Linked DNA regions of Mus musculus: region 1 is linked to region 2. A link is a contact called in public HiChIP or PLAC-seq data. All regions are on one chromosome and are shown on one strand. The core of a region is the stretch at or near the end of the contact, and the rest is flanking DNA. Distances in the headings are between cores, read along the strand shown.

Evidence for each region. HiChIP or PLAC-seq counts read pairs in DNA pulled down with a chosen protein or histone mark.
Region 1: a contact with region 2 is called in an H3K27ac HiChIP or PLAC-seq map of embryonic stem cells, with 7 times the contacts expected there. The contact joins two enhancer-like sites. A contact is called at or near these places in 1 of 15 datasets of contacts at CTCF or cohesin (the NIH/3T3 cell line), 1 of 115 datasets of contacts at active chromatin or transcription factors (embryonic stem cells) and 1 of 9 other capture datasets (embryonic stem cells).

The regions. Positions count from the first base shown.
Region 1 is chr3:148,338,848-148,345,274 of GRCm38.p6, forward strand. It overlaps Gm29836 (a long non-coding RNA gene), which reads left to right. Exons shown (of 3, transcript XR_867739.1): 2 at 1,532-1,701; 3 at 3,139-3,281. Among named protein-coding and RNA genes, the nearest start is that of Gm29836, 4.1 kb to the left of the region's middle. Within about 2 kb of position 4,909, at least 97 of the 459 cell types and tissues checked have an H3K27ac peak or open chromatin away from gene starts, as enhancers often do. A contact at or near this core is called in embryonic stem cells, where this site is marked.
Region 2 is chr3:147,179,511-147,185,498 of GRCm38.p6, forward strand. No RefSeq gene overlaps it. Among named protein-coding and RNA genes, the nearest start is that of Gm36726, 57 kb to the left of the region's middle. Within about 2 kb of position 2,326, at least 54 of the 459 cell types and tissues checked have an H3K27ac peak or open chromatin away from gene starts, as enhancers often do. A contact at or near this core is called in embryonic stem cells, where this site is marked.

The DNA of each region.
Region 1 (6,427 bases), core at 3,659-6,158, 1.2 Mb after region 2:
CTCTAGTCTCCAGCCTCCGCATCTCTCCTTTACTTCCTGGGCTGACCCCGTTGCCCATCTACCTTTATCAGCCTACTTCTTTCCGTCTGACACCGACAATCTCCTTGTCAAAGCTTCATTCCCTAATGCCTGCTATTGGAGGACCACTGTGCTGCATCTCACGTGGCTGTAGCTTCTTCTCCTAGGATGCTTCTAGTTATATGATTCATTTCCTTTATCTGTTTATCTTTGGAGACTAAGTCTCTCTATGAATTTTAGGATACCCTCACACTTATAATCCTTCCCCTTCAGCATTTCAACTGAACCACCATGCTTGGCTCTCCCATGGATTTAGCATCTCAGTGTTTTAAAACTTTCCAGCTTATAAATCTGGCTAATATTGTCATGTCTCCTCACACCCCCCACCCCACTCCCAGCTTCTTGCCTGAGGTTCATTAGCATTCCAACCTGGCCCACTCCTATTATCACTGGACATATTCTCACTGGAACGAGCTCATTTGTTCTTCAAGCTTTCAAACACTACTTAAATGTTAATATTCCCAAATGGATATTTACAGCACAGCCTGTCCAGATGTTTAGCATCATTATCATAAAGCCTGCTAACCATCTCTAACACATTTCTAGAAAGCACTGACCTCATTCTGTTCCCTTCTAAAGTATCAACTTCAGAACATCTGAATCCCATGTACGCAGAAGATGAGAGTCCCCACAGTTCTTTCCCCTGATGGTGAACCTTCAGCATCAACCCAATGGAATCTGCAATCACCATGTAAAATAGATCTCTGAGAATATGTATGGAGGATTATCTACATTAGATTAATCAAGGTGGAATAGCTAATCCTACATGTGGGAAGTGAAATTCCCTTGGCTGGAGTCACAGACTCAGTGGCAAGGAGAAAGAAGTCTAAGCAGGAGTGTTCATCTTCCTCTGCTTCTTTACTGAGGACACAACATGACCCAGCTGCCTCAAGCTCCTGATGTCATCTCTTCCTCACTATGATGCAAAGTAACTGGTATATTCTCCCTCCCCAACTCTCACACAGACCTAGTCTGGCCTGTTCCACATCCCTCATCTGGACACTTTCTCTATCCATGCTGTGCTCTGGTTCCACTCTAGAAATTCCTATGAGAGATTTCACTCCTATGCAGGGTCGTATTTTAAGCTTCTTTTGTTCCTGTTCTCTCTTTCTTTCTACTTCATCCTATTTCTCGCTCCATCTTATCTTCTAAGTACCGTGAACTCTTTTAGGTTTATATGTATAGTATGCTTCCTGTCACCAAAGTCCTTGCATGATTAGACTATCTCTCCAAACTACTGCTAGTTCACTAATTAATACCCAGTTAACTCTTGGTTATATTTTTGATTGCTCTGTACTTTGATTTCTTCCACAACCTTTCCTCATGTTTTCACTGCTGCTCCATCACCCACTAATAGCGTTTGCCTTGTTCTGATCATGTGCACTTTGTGATCCTGTTCTATGAGATAGTGACTACAAGTCATTCACCATTCAATATATCAATTCTTCTTTAGTTTTCACAGTAAAAAGTGAGCGCACAGAAAACACTTGGAGGAAGAGCTGCTACTGTGGAGTCTCGTGAATCTTGGTGAACATGTCTTAGAAGATGAAAACTCTGCAATTCTTGTCTGCTTGTCTTTGTCTCGAGGATCATCAGATGTGTTGTATCTAAAAGGACCCGGAGGTAAAATGGGTAAAGTGCTCACTGAACAAGTGTAAAGACCAGAGTTCAAATCCCAGAATCCACAAATAATCCTTTTGTGGTAATATGCATATGTAGTCCTAGTGTAACGATGACATCATGGGATGTGGAGACAGGAAAATAGCCAAGGGCACGCTAAACTAGTTTGTGCAGCTATAAGCAACAAAGAATTCCTATTTCAGATAAGATAGAATGTAAGGATAGAAGTTACCCCCTAATCTCCAAGTGCAACCATGGCATGCAATGTGACACAGAACACACATATGTATGCATGTGCCTGTGCACACCAGAGATAGATAGATAGATAGATAGATAGATAGATAGATAGATAGATAGATAGATAGATAGATGTAAAAAAGGAACAATAGAAAAAGCCTGCATAGTTGTTACTGCTTGTACCTCTAATATGAGGATTGATTTATGTTTCTGTGATACGTGGATCTTGGCAGAAGGTCCTTTCTGTTATTTCTAATTTCTGTGAAGATGATGCTTCTTCTCCATCACCCACAGAGTCTTCAGTGTCTTTTCAAACCTATCTTCCTTTCTCCTTAGTTGAGTGGTACCAGAAGAGGAGCAAGCGTGCACAAGTGACTAGAAATGAAATGTGCATCGATATTCTGGCCCACATAAAAGGTTAGGCTGCGATTTTAGTTCCTAAACTAAGGAAATTTCCTCTACGGTGTTTCCTAGATTAATTTACAAATCAAAGTCGAAAAGCAGACTATAAAGAAAGCTGTACTTTTAGTGTGCTAGCTGTTTAAAACTGTGTGTTTTCTTATCACCTGTCTGTTTGGTAGAAGACAGAAAGAGAGAGCAACATTACAAGCATAAGCCAGCACCTGGCACTATCAGAGAACTTAGAGATGCCAATTCTAAGTGACAATAGACTGTCACATTTGTGGTTTTATATAAACTTCAGACAGTTGGCTAATCTGAGTCTAGAACTGCTAAAAAATAAATAAAAAGAAAAGTCGTTTTCAAAAGAAAACTATTGGCATAAACAGAAAGATTCTTAACCAAAATATAACTGCAGGTGATGCTAGGATGAATAGTTACCACCAGGGCTGGTGCTCTTCTTTCCATCAGCATTTTTCTTTCTTCTTTCTTTCTTTCTTTCTTTCTTTCTTTCTTTCTTTCTTTCTTTCTTTCTTTCTTTTTTTTTTCAAAAAAAAATTTAATATAGAATAGAGTTTATTTAGGGCATGGGAAGGAAAGTTAAGAGAGTAGTAGAGGCTGAAAAAGGCAGAGAGAGGGAGAGAGTAGAGAAGTAGAGGCTGGCCATAGCCACCTGGAGAGAGAAGGGAAGAGCCCAAGAGGGCAAGAGAGAAGCAAGCTGGAAGCCAGTGTAAGAAAGCTGCATTTTTCATTTGAAAGAATTTTGTCACATATTAGCAGCTGTTATTTCCTCTTTGCTTGTAGGTGGAGATCCGTTTTTCTTCTGTACTACCAATATCTCCTGTAAATGATAGTTATAAAGAAGCTTCCAACATGATGCGATCTGAGTATGAATTGTTTTATCATATGACCGCCCACCCTTCCCCAGAGTGATGCTATTTAAAAGCCTCCGTAACTGCTCTTCCATTATATGGAATTTTCTTTTTTATATTTTTGCTTGTCTTTGATGCACATAATAAAGAAAATAACATAATACTGGTGTTCTGTGATATACACTTATATAAGTAGATATCTTTATACATGTATTTCTGTATATTTATACACACATATATATGAAACAACTTCATAGCTGTTTTAATAATGAGATAGGTTATCAGATTTTCTTGGTGTTACATGAAAGTGTTTCTAAAAAGTCAACCTTAGGAATGAATAACAGCCCAAAGGAGACCCTGGAGAAAAGGCAGTTATATTGTTGGGGCAGGAGGCTGCATAGGAGAAAAAAGGTTCCTGGCCCCTCCCTCTCCTGGAGACACAGATGAAGGAGACCAGCCTGTGATCCACAGGGACAGACACTGAGTCAGATTCTTTAGTGATTAAAAGACACAGAGTACAAAAAAGGACTAAGGTATGGGCTGAGAATCAAGACAGATTATAAAAGAATGCAGAGAATAGGAGACTCTGCTAGCAAAGACGATGGTTTTTTTTTTTTTCTCCTCTTCTCTTGAAAAGGAGCCATAGAAAAACCAGAATAGAAATGCTTTTATCTAAAAAGAAAGAAATGAATACAGGTAATTTCTGGGTCATCAGAATAACTCAGCAGCCAAACCCATCCCCACCCACCCAGAGAAACTCAGAGCTAATGACCTTGAGAGTCTCCTTTTAATCCACAGATGATGGAAAGGCCCTCAGCTGGACTGAAGATAAACAGATTTTCTACTCTCTTCAAAAGCATCCCTAACTTGAGAGTGGTCCTGGGAACTCTGAGGATGGGCCAGTTTCCCTTTGGGTCCTTGGGAGCCTCTTTAGGTTGCACCGTGTTCTTGGAGTTCTGGCCATGCAAGAGAAAGTCAGCCGAGCTTCTTAGGCCTGTGCTTGCTCACCTGTAATACAAATTAGGAATCCTCTTGCTTTCACTGAAGATCTCAAAGGCTTTTCCAGCTGTTTTAACATATCGGAAACATCCTTTATAAATCCCAGAGGCCTCTGTTTAAAATAGAAGTTCTGACCTCAGATTCCTTTCTGTCAGTATCAAACTCAGCACTCTTAGGAACAACTCCAAAAAAAAAAAAAATCTCCTCAGTAGGCCAAAAAACATGTGTCCAAGAGGTTAAATGGCAAACCGGGTGTGAATTATTTAGCTGTTTTATAAACAAACACTGGCTGGGATTGAACTCTCTACAGACTCCGAGGAGGCTTAAGTCTGATTTCCTGAGCTTTCTTAATGCTTTCTCTAGGACCCCCAGGGCTGAGTACTACAAAGGAATGGGGCTAAGCACCTCCCTTCCCCCTCCCAATAGTCCTGACAGGAGGCCCTGCTCTTTGTCTGGATTTGACTGACTTTGAGTGACACTGGAATGCTGCAACTTGCCCAGCCTGAAGGGGCAGTGCCACAAAGGCTAAAGGACAATAAAGATTTTTTTTTTGAAAGACGAAAATGGCCTGGAAAGGAAATAACCAAGCTCTCCTCCAAAGCTGGAGAGGATTCTGAGTGACAGCTAGCAAGAAACTAAGCAATCAATCTCAGAGGCTCTATGCACTTGCATACTCTTTCCAGCCGCTGGACTCAGCCAAGCCCATTGTTGTGCAAAGCAGCGGCTCAAAACCAGGCCTTCTCTATAAAGTTGTGTCTGCCTAAGGCCAGGTCAAAGGGGAGATCCCGGCTCTGCACCCAGAAAGTATTAAGGACATGCGAGGGTTCAGAGCAAGCTATTTCCTTTTGCTGCCTGTGTGCAGTGGATCTTCAGCGGGCTTGGGCTTGGCTGTGATCTTCGCTCCAGTCCTACTCTGCCTTGGCCATCTGCCTGGTCTCCTGCTGTTCTCATCTGGAGGAGCCACACAGCTCAGCAAGGAGCTATTCTTCCGTCCTGTGCCCATCACAGCACTTCAAGAGAAAGAATACCAAGATACTCGCCGTAAAAGCAAAAGGAAGTCCTTGTCGCTGTGCCAAATTCATTCTCACAAGGGCTTCTGGCTTTTACAAAAGGAAATCCACCCCACCCTATTGAGAAGTGAAAGATATAAACACACCACATCCTCACATGGGCAGTGGCAGCATCTTTCCAGTTCCTTGAAAAATCACACACACACACACACACACACACACAAAGAACATGGACCTAGCCCCTGATGGTTGCTGATTGGTTTTTCAGATACCAATTTGGAGCTGGTTCACTGTTTAGTGATTCATGGTGACTCTTTGTTAGATGTTACTTAGGGATATCCTCCTGCCAAGATGAAAATATTCAACCGTGCAGGACTCTGTGTGACAGTTATTACTCATTCTGGAATTACTGTTTTATTTAATAATTATGTAACAGGATAAGATATATGAAGACAGTGGTCCTGATGTGTAAACAGGTAGATCCTTCTGGTAATTATATCTGTTTATCAGAGACCTGCTGTTTTATTGATATTTATTCTTTGTAATTACATCAATATTTCTAGCTTGTATTGAGAAACAAGCATCAAAATTCCACTCACCTGTGACACCATCTTGGTGTGGAATGCAACTATTGTTAATTAACTTTCAGGCCCTCAAATAAAAAATATTTTTGTGACATATATGTTCTGTCACCTACAATCTAGGCTGCAAGTACTGGAGAGTCCAATACATGCTGGCCTATTCTCAGCCAGTGCCCTATCAATGACACCTTTAATCATTATTATATATCAAGATAGGCCTCCAAGCAACTATCAGAGGAACAAATGAAGGTTTTGATGAAGTACAGATTCTTAAAGTCTATGCAAAGGAAAGCCCGTGATGACCTGCCTCAGGAGCCTACGCTTCAAATCTCTTCTGGACATCTGTGGAGGTGAGACTTCATGATTTAATGGAATGAGTATGTTTTACTCCTCTGGGAAATAAAGAAAGATAGCTACTGCCAAGGTTGGAGTCAATGTGCAATAAATACCGGTTGATTGGCTAAGTATTGACTAAAGAATTAAGGGCAAAGTTTAGTTATAACAGTGACTCATAATCCTCTGTTTAAGTTTATTAAATAATTTAAAATTTAGGTATAGTATAGCAACTTTTTGTGACTTTGGTCATTTTCTCCTTAGAAATTATCTTTATAGCTTTAGATTTTACGGTTAA
Region 2 (5,988 bases), core at 1,076-3,575:
TTAATGTGATTTAGTAGCCACAACAATAAATATAGCCTTGACAAGGCGATTATCCCATAAGACTAAAATCATGATATAGCATAAATCAATACCAGCCCTAAGTATGTCTCCGAAAGGGGTATATATTTCTACATTCGCTGTTAGATGTTGAACTAATTTTGGAATTAGAAGCTGTAGGAAAATCCAAAAGCTATTTTTCTAAGTGAAAAATTACAGAATATGTATGATGATTGCTCAGAATATACACTGCTCATAAAATGAGTGCTGGAGAAGTACACAAACTTTGAAAGCTGGTTCAAGTACAAATCTACGTTCTTAAGAATAAACCTCTCTGCACTCCAAACAGAGCAGAGTTCCTCCTTGTCTCTGCCTCTCCAGGAGCCTGAATTGCCCCTCTTGTAGGCACTAGCCCCTTTCAGCCCTTTCTGTTAAGACAAATTGACTCCTTGCCCCTCCAGAGAGAGCCATTCTTAATGGGAAGTCCCCTAGACCCGAGCCGTTGTGGCTGGAATTGAGTCACGTAGAAAAAAAGAAGAGTATTGATCAACAGCAATCTGGCTTCATTCTCCTAGGGACAGATACTCTTGACTTTTCAAGGTCAATATTGGCGTCTGTTAGTAGTCCTTTACAAGTGAATCTAAGTTAAGCTGGCTTTTTGGGAAGCCCTCTTGTGTGCCTTTCATAGTCCCGATGCCCCTTGAGGAATCATGAGGATAAACTTAGTGTTGGAAGTATGGAACCAATGTTCAGCCATCACTGTCCAGAACTCCCCCTCCCCTCCCCCGTGCCTGGAGTGACTTGCTCTGTCACCTCTGAAGTAAGTAGCTCTGAGGAGGTGAGACCCACCCACCCACCTCAGCCTCCCAAAACCCTCTTGCTTAGTGAAGTGGGCCCCCCGGAAAATTATTTCACGTCTTGACATATGGAGTGTCTTCCCTCAGACTTGTATTTCCCACTGAGATAAATGATACCTTAACTCCATCTTTGTAAAGTGCTGCAGTTACACTAGACAGCTGATTATGTTAATCTTTTATGATATTCCAGAAAATACCTGCAGCGTCTTCCTATAGGAAGCATCATTAAAGTTTGAGTGCAGGCACCGACCACCTGACGGCCCTCCTACCCTACTCATTCTCAGTGTGTCTTCTAATGTATGTTTAGTTTCCAATATTGGACACGTCTACCTTCTGCTCCCCTCTTCTGTTGAGAGCACACAGATTTCCGTAGCCACAGAGGATGAAATAATTCACTCAGATGTGAAGAATCCTTTCAAACATCTCCTGTCTTGAAGATTGCTTCCTCTCCCCGCCCTCCCACTTTTTTCCTGTCATCAACAGAACAAAGAGGAGTGTTCCTCTTTTGCTAGTTGACTCAGTTTTTACTGGAATTTGTCTGCAGATTATCCAATACATCTCCAGTCAATTCCAAGAAGTATCTGCTTTCTGTACATACCTTGAACCGGAGACAAGTTATCCAAGCAGGGGAGCCAGTTTGGTGAAAACAAAGATCCATTTTAAAAATTGATATAGCTCGTCTACTGTTGGAAAATAAAATGGCCATTGCTTACTTAGACAAAGAAACAAGGGTACTATAGCTTCATTTACCATACAAAGCTCTCACAGAGAGCAGCTCTGAAAACAGACATAGAGCTTCCTGCAGTGACGGGCATATCAGTGGGGATTTTATTTGTCTTACTGTAAGTGCAGAACCCTAGTCTATTGATGGCTTTAATTCTACAGGCACTGGTGGTTTGCACTTAGCCTGAGAAATAGCATTAACTGAGCTTCTCTGATGGGCTCGGTGTGTTTGGCTGTGCAATGAATGGCGTCCTATCCGCACAAATTACATTCTACTGAAACCTTTTCCCTTCCTAGCCTCACATTTTACAAATGCAAAGAATTCTACTAGTCTAAGCCTTCCTTCATCATCTAGGCTAATGCCGGTGCTGTTGAGTTGGTTGGTGCTAAGGATGTGAGAGTCTGGATTAACATGTGGGTTAAGAGGAAAAAATATTTATTTAATTCTTTTGTTTACTCTCCCTCCTGCTCCTGACCCAGGGAAACACAGGGGCACTAGAGAGGCCCCAGCAGACTTTCCCCAGCTCCTTCCTGAGTTAATCACATTTCACACGTCCCTTTTTCTGGCAGATGCGGCACCGGACCTCCCCTTTGTCCGTTTAGTCTCCGGATGAAAGTGTGAGGCTCTGCAAATTTCCCTCAGGCACAAAAACAGTTTGCTTTCCTGCTGGAGGTGAAACTGACTAGGGGGAAGGCACAGCTGGGGCTTTTTGTGCCCTTCAGCCACCACCCTTGGCGGATCTCTTTTACTTTGTATGAAAATAAAGAAGGGATGGGAGCGACTACATTCAGCTCTTCAAGCATTCGTGCTCTCCAAGGGCAGGGGTGGAGGTGACAGGAACCTTGGGGAACTAGGCTGGGCCATCTAGCTGGACTGGGGGGTTGGGCAGGTGGCAAGTGCTCCCCGCGCTGAGCTGATAAAGCGATGTCAGCAAAGGAACCTAGCTTTGCAGCAAAGTGTTGGCACAGCTGTGAGAGCTGCGGGGGCCACCGGGAGGGTAGGAGGTGGAAGGGACAGGTCTGTCACAGCAACTTGTGCAGCTCACCCTGGACAGTTCCACGATTTATCCGAGAGGCATTTCTGTCCCTGCTTCCTTCCCATTGTTTTAAACATTCAGTAGCTGGCTGACCCTTGTTCTCTGTGGGTCAAACCCGCTGCGAGGCCCGTGGCTGTACTCTGTGGGACTGCAGTCAGCGGATCCATTAGGTTGACTTATGGTGATGGAAAGCTCGGTGGCCATTTGGGTTAGGGTGACATTTATATTTGGACACCTTGTTATTACTGGCAGGCCCCTGGGTTTTGTGGACAATGTTCTGGGAGCAGGGCTGAGGAGTGCTTCCCTGAAAAGGATGGCAGGGGTGAGGGGCAAACTGTGACAGGCAAGGAGCCTAAGCGTCAGCCTCACATTGGGGATGGTGCCCAGTGGCAGCCGCGCAGAGGCGCCTGGCAGCGGAAGGCCGTGTCCTAAGGTGTTCTACCGACATCTACTAGAGCAGCTGGCGCCTGGTGGAAGGCAGATGGCGTTGGATCCCCCAAGTGTCGCTGTCTAGCAAGATGCCATGTCCACTGATTAAAAATAATTAAACATTCCTTTCTCCAGCACAGGAGAATGGCACGCGTGCCAGGCAGGGAGGTTGACAATGGCATTACCCAGCAAGACATGGCAGTAGCAGTTAGTGCCCAGGGTAGCAGGTGCGTCTGGCTTGGAGAAGGTGGTGTGGGAGTGGGGAGGCTTGGGTCGCACTGACAGCATGAATAGTTATGTGACGATGTATATGCATGAGGGATGCGTGAGCGGGATCATATTGGAAAACTTTCCATGGCTCAGCCTGGCTTTTGAAGAACATTTTCCAAAATCTGCATGGAAAAAGCAAATTATGTGTTCATAGCCTAATCCACGTGTACCGATCAGCTAATACATATCTCTTTGCTATGAGGGAGATAAAATGTATTAATTGATGCTGTCCAAGATCTTGTCATCAGTTTTGTTCAACGTAGCCACCTTGTATTCTCTCTGTCTCTGTCTCTGTCTCTCTCTCTGTCTCTCTCTCTCTCTCTCTCTCTCTCTCTCTCTCCACACACACACACACACACACACACACACACACACACACACACACTCACAGTCAAGAGATCCTGATAGAGATTAAACAAAAGAATTGAACATACTGACAATTCTCATTCATATTTTAATCAATAACTATTTTTTTTTTCTGAGTGAGACTATTTTCCAAATCCTCTTTGGCCAAAAAGAAGAAAAATAATCTTTGAATCCTACCATTTCTCTACTCTGTTCTCTTCCCTAGACACACTTCTCCCCTTTCAGAAAGGAGTTCCTAAACATTGTCATGAGCTTGCTGAAAAGGAGGCCGGTTTGCTTTGTATTTGTCAATTATTTCAAATGTAGAGACGCCTTGCACATTTCTCCAAATCTAAAGCACATGAAAGATATCAGCATGGAGGGCTAATTTGATTTCCTGTTAAATGGTTGTAATTTCCCACGTGCCCCAACAGTGAGTGCCTTCTTTCTTTACCTGATTTGACATCGTCAGTGTTTACTTGGCAAGCTTCCATTATGTGTGTGATATGCATATGCCCCCATCATGAGAGTGGGCAGGAGGGCAGCGTGTGGCAAAAGGAGCCCTGAGGAGCTGGGGATGGGAGGAGTGCTTATACAGGGTTGCATTCCTCAGGGTAGGCAATGGTGCAGTCAGGAGGAGCGAGGCTGGAGTTTGCACACATAGTTGTGGTAAAGACTGGGGAGTTTCCCAAGAAGAAAGAAAGATTGCAGCGGAGACTCAGAGCCAGGGTGGCATGAACCAGAAGTTGAACTTGGCTGGTGAAAATAGCCCACATTGTGTAAAACGGAAATCAGCAAGAAAAGTATTCCCCTGAATGTTACCCAAATGAGGGTACTGTTCAGCCATCAAGGCCTTCCTCACAGTGTTCTCGGCGGGCTGAATGGGAGCCACGGGAAAGGGGGAATCTTAGCACTCTGCTGCTTTGCTCTTTCAGTGCCCATTTGAACCATTGCCCAGCTTGATTCTTAAAGCACAGAGGTTTGAAAACGCGGGGAATACATTATGTCAGATACTTTGCCGCGGAAGTTTTACACACCAACTAGTTTCTGCCAATATAGATGCTGTTTAATCACTTCAGGCTGCTCTAATAGGAAACCACAGACTTGGTGGTTTAAACACCAATCACACACACTATTCTCACCTTCCTACGGGTTAAGAGTTGAAATCGGATGTGAGCTGGGTGGTGCAGGCTCCTCTTCCTGGTTTGCACAACCTGTGTGCTTTTTATCCTTAAGTGGCAGGAAGAAAGCTAATCCGATGGATGGCTGAGGTTTTGTTCTCGGCTCACTTATACAATTTATTGAGAGTTTCACCCTTATATCTCAATTCCTTCCTGAAGGACTTTATGTCTAGATGCCACCAAACCGGGATTAGTGATCCAACACAGGAATTTGAGGGGAACAGAAATAGTCAATCAATTGTACATACTCACTCTTGTGAGAGACTTAGAAATGGAAGCAAATGTCTCTGAGTAAAGAGATGTGAGGAGGTGAGACCCAGTCACCATGCAAGCCAAGAATGGAAGCAGCTCTTCCTCAGTGGGACAGCAGTAGATGTACTGGAGTATGAAGAGTTTTAGCCACTGGGTTCGCAACCTTTGAGTTTCTGTAGGACATTCTTGAGAATGAAGAAGCTGCTCTCGATGGGTGAATTCAGTGGCCCTGTGGATCAAGGCCAGGGAAGTCACCTTGGGGAAATGGGGCGAGAGAAAATGAAGGGGGGTGCATGCACACAGAATGGAGAAGGAGAAAAGGAAGGAGGATGAGGAGAAAAAAGGAGGAGGAAGAGGAGGAGGAAGAGGAGGAGGAAGAGGAGGAGGAAGAGGAGGAGGAAGAGGAAGAGGAGGAGGAAGAGGAGGAGGAAGAGGAGGAGGAAGAGGAGGAGGAAGAGGAGAAGAAAGAGACCAACATGTCTGGATTGTATAGGGAGGAACAGAGTATGCAAAGTAGGGACTGAGGGATTCTGGGAGAACCTGGAAGCCAGGCAGGCCTGCTTTGGTGTGTAAAATATTCACGTCAGTCTCTTGTCCCAGTCTGAATCCAGTTAGGATGTCTTAGTAGGGACAGGAGACTGAGGCAGACACAAAGCAAACCAGATGTCTACAAGAAGAAAAATGTGATGTGTAAGCAACTCCTGTTGGCATGTCTTCTCCACCCTGGTGCCTGAGTGTCTTGAGGACAGATAGGGCAGTCTGTGCCCATTGCCGAAGATGGCAAGAGAAGGCCTGTTTTAGTTCTGTGAGGCTCTTGAGAACATTGACGTAATCATAATGCCCAAGGAGATGGCAGATTTCTAGAGTGCCCTTGGATCCTGAGTGACCGTCACCTTC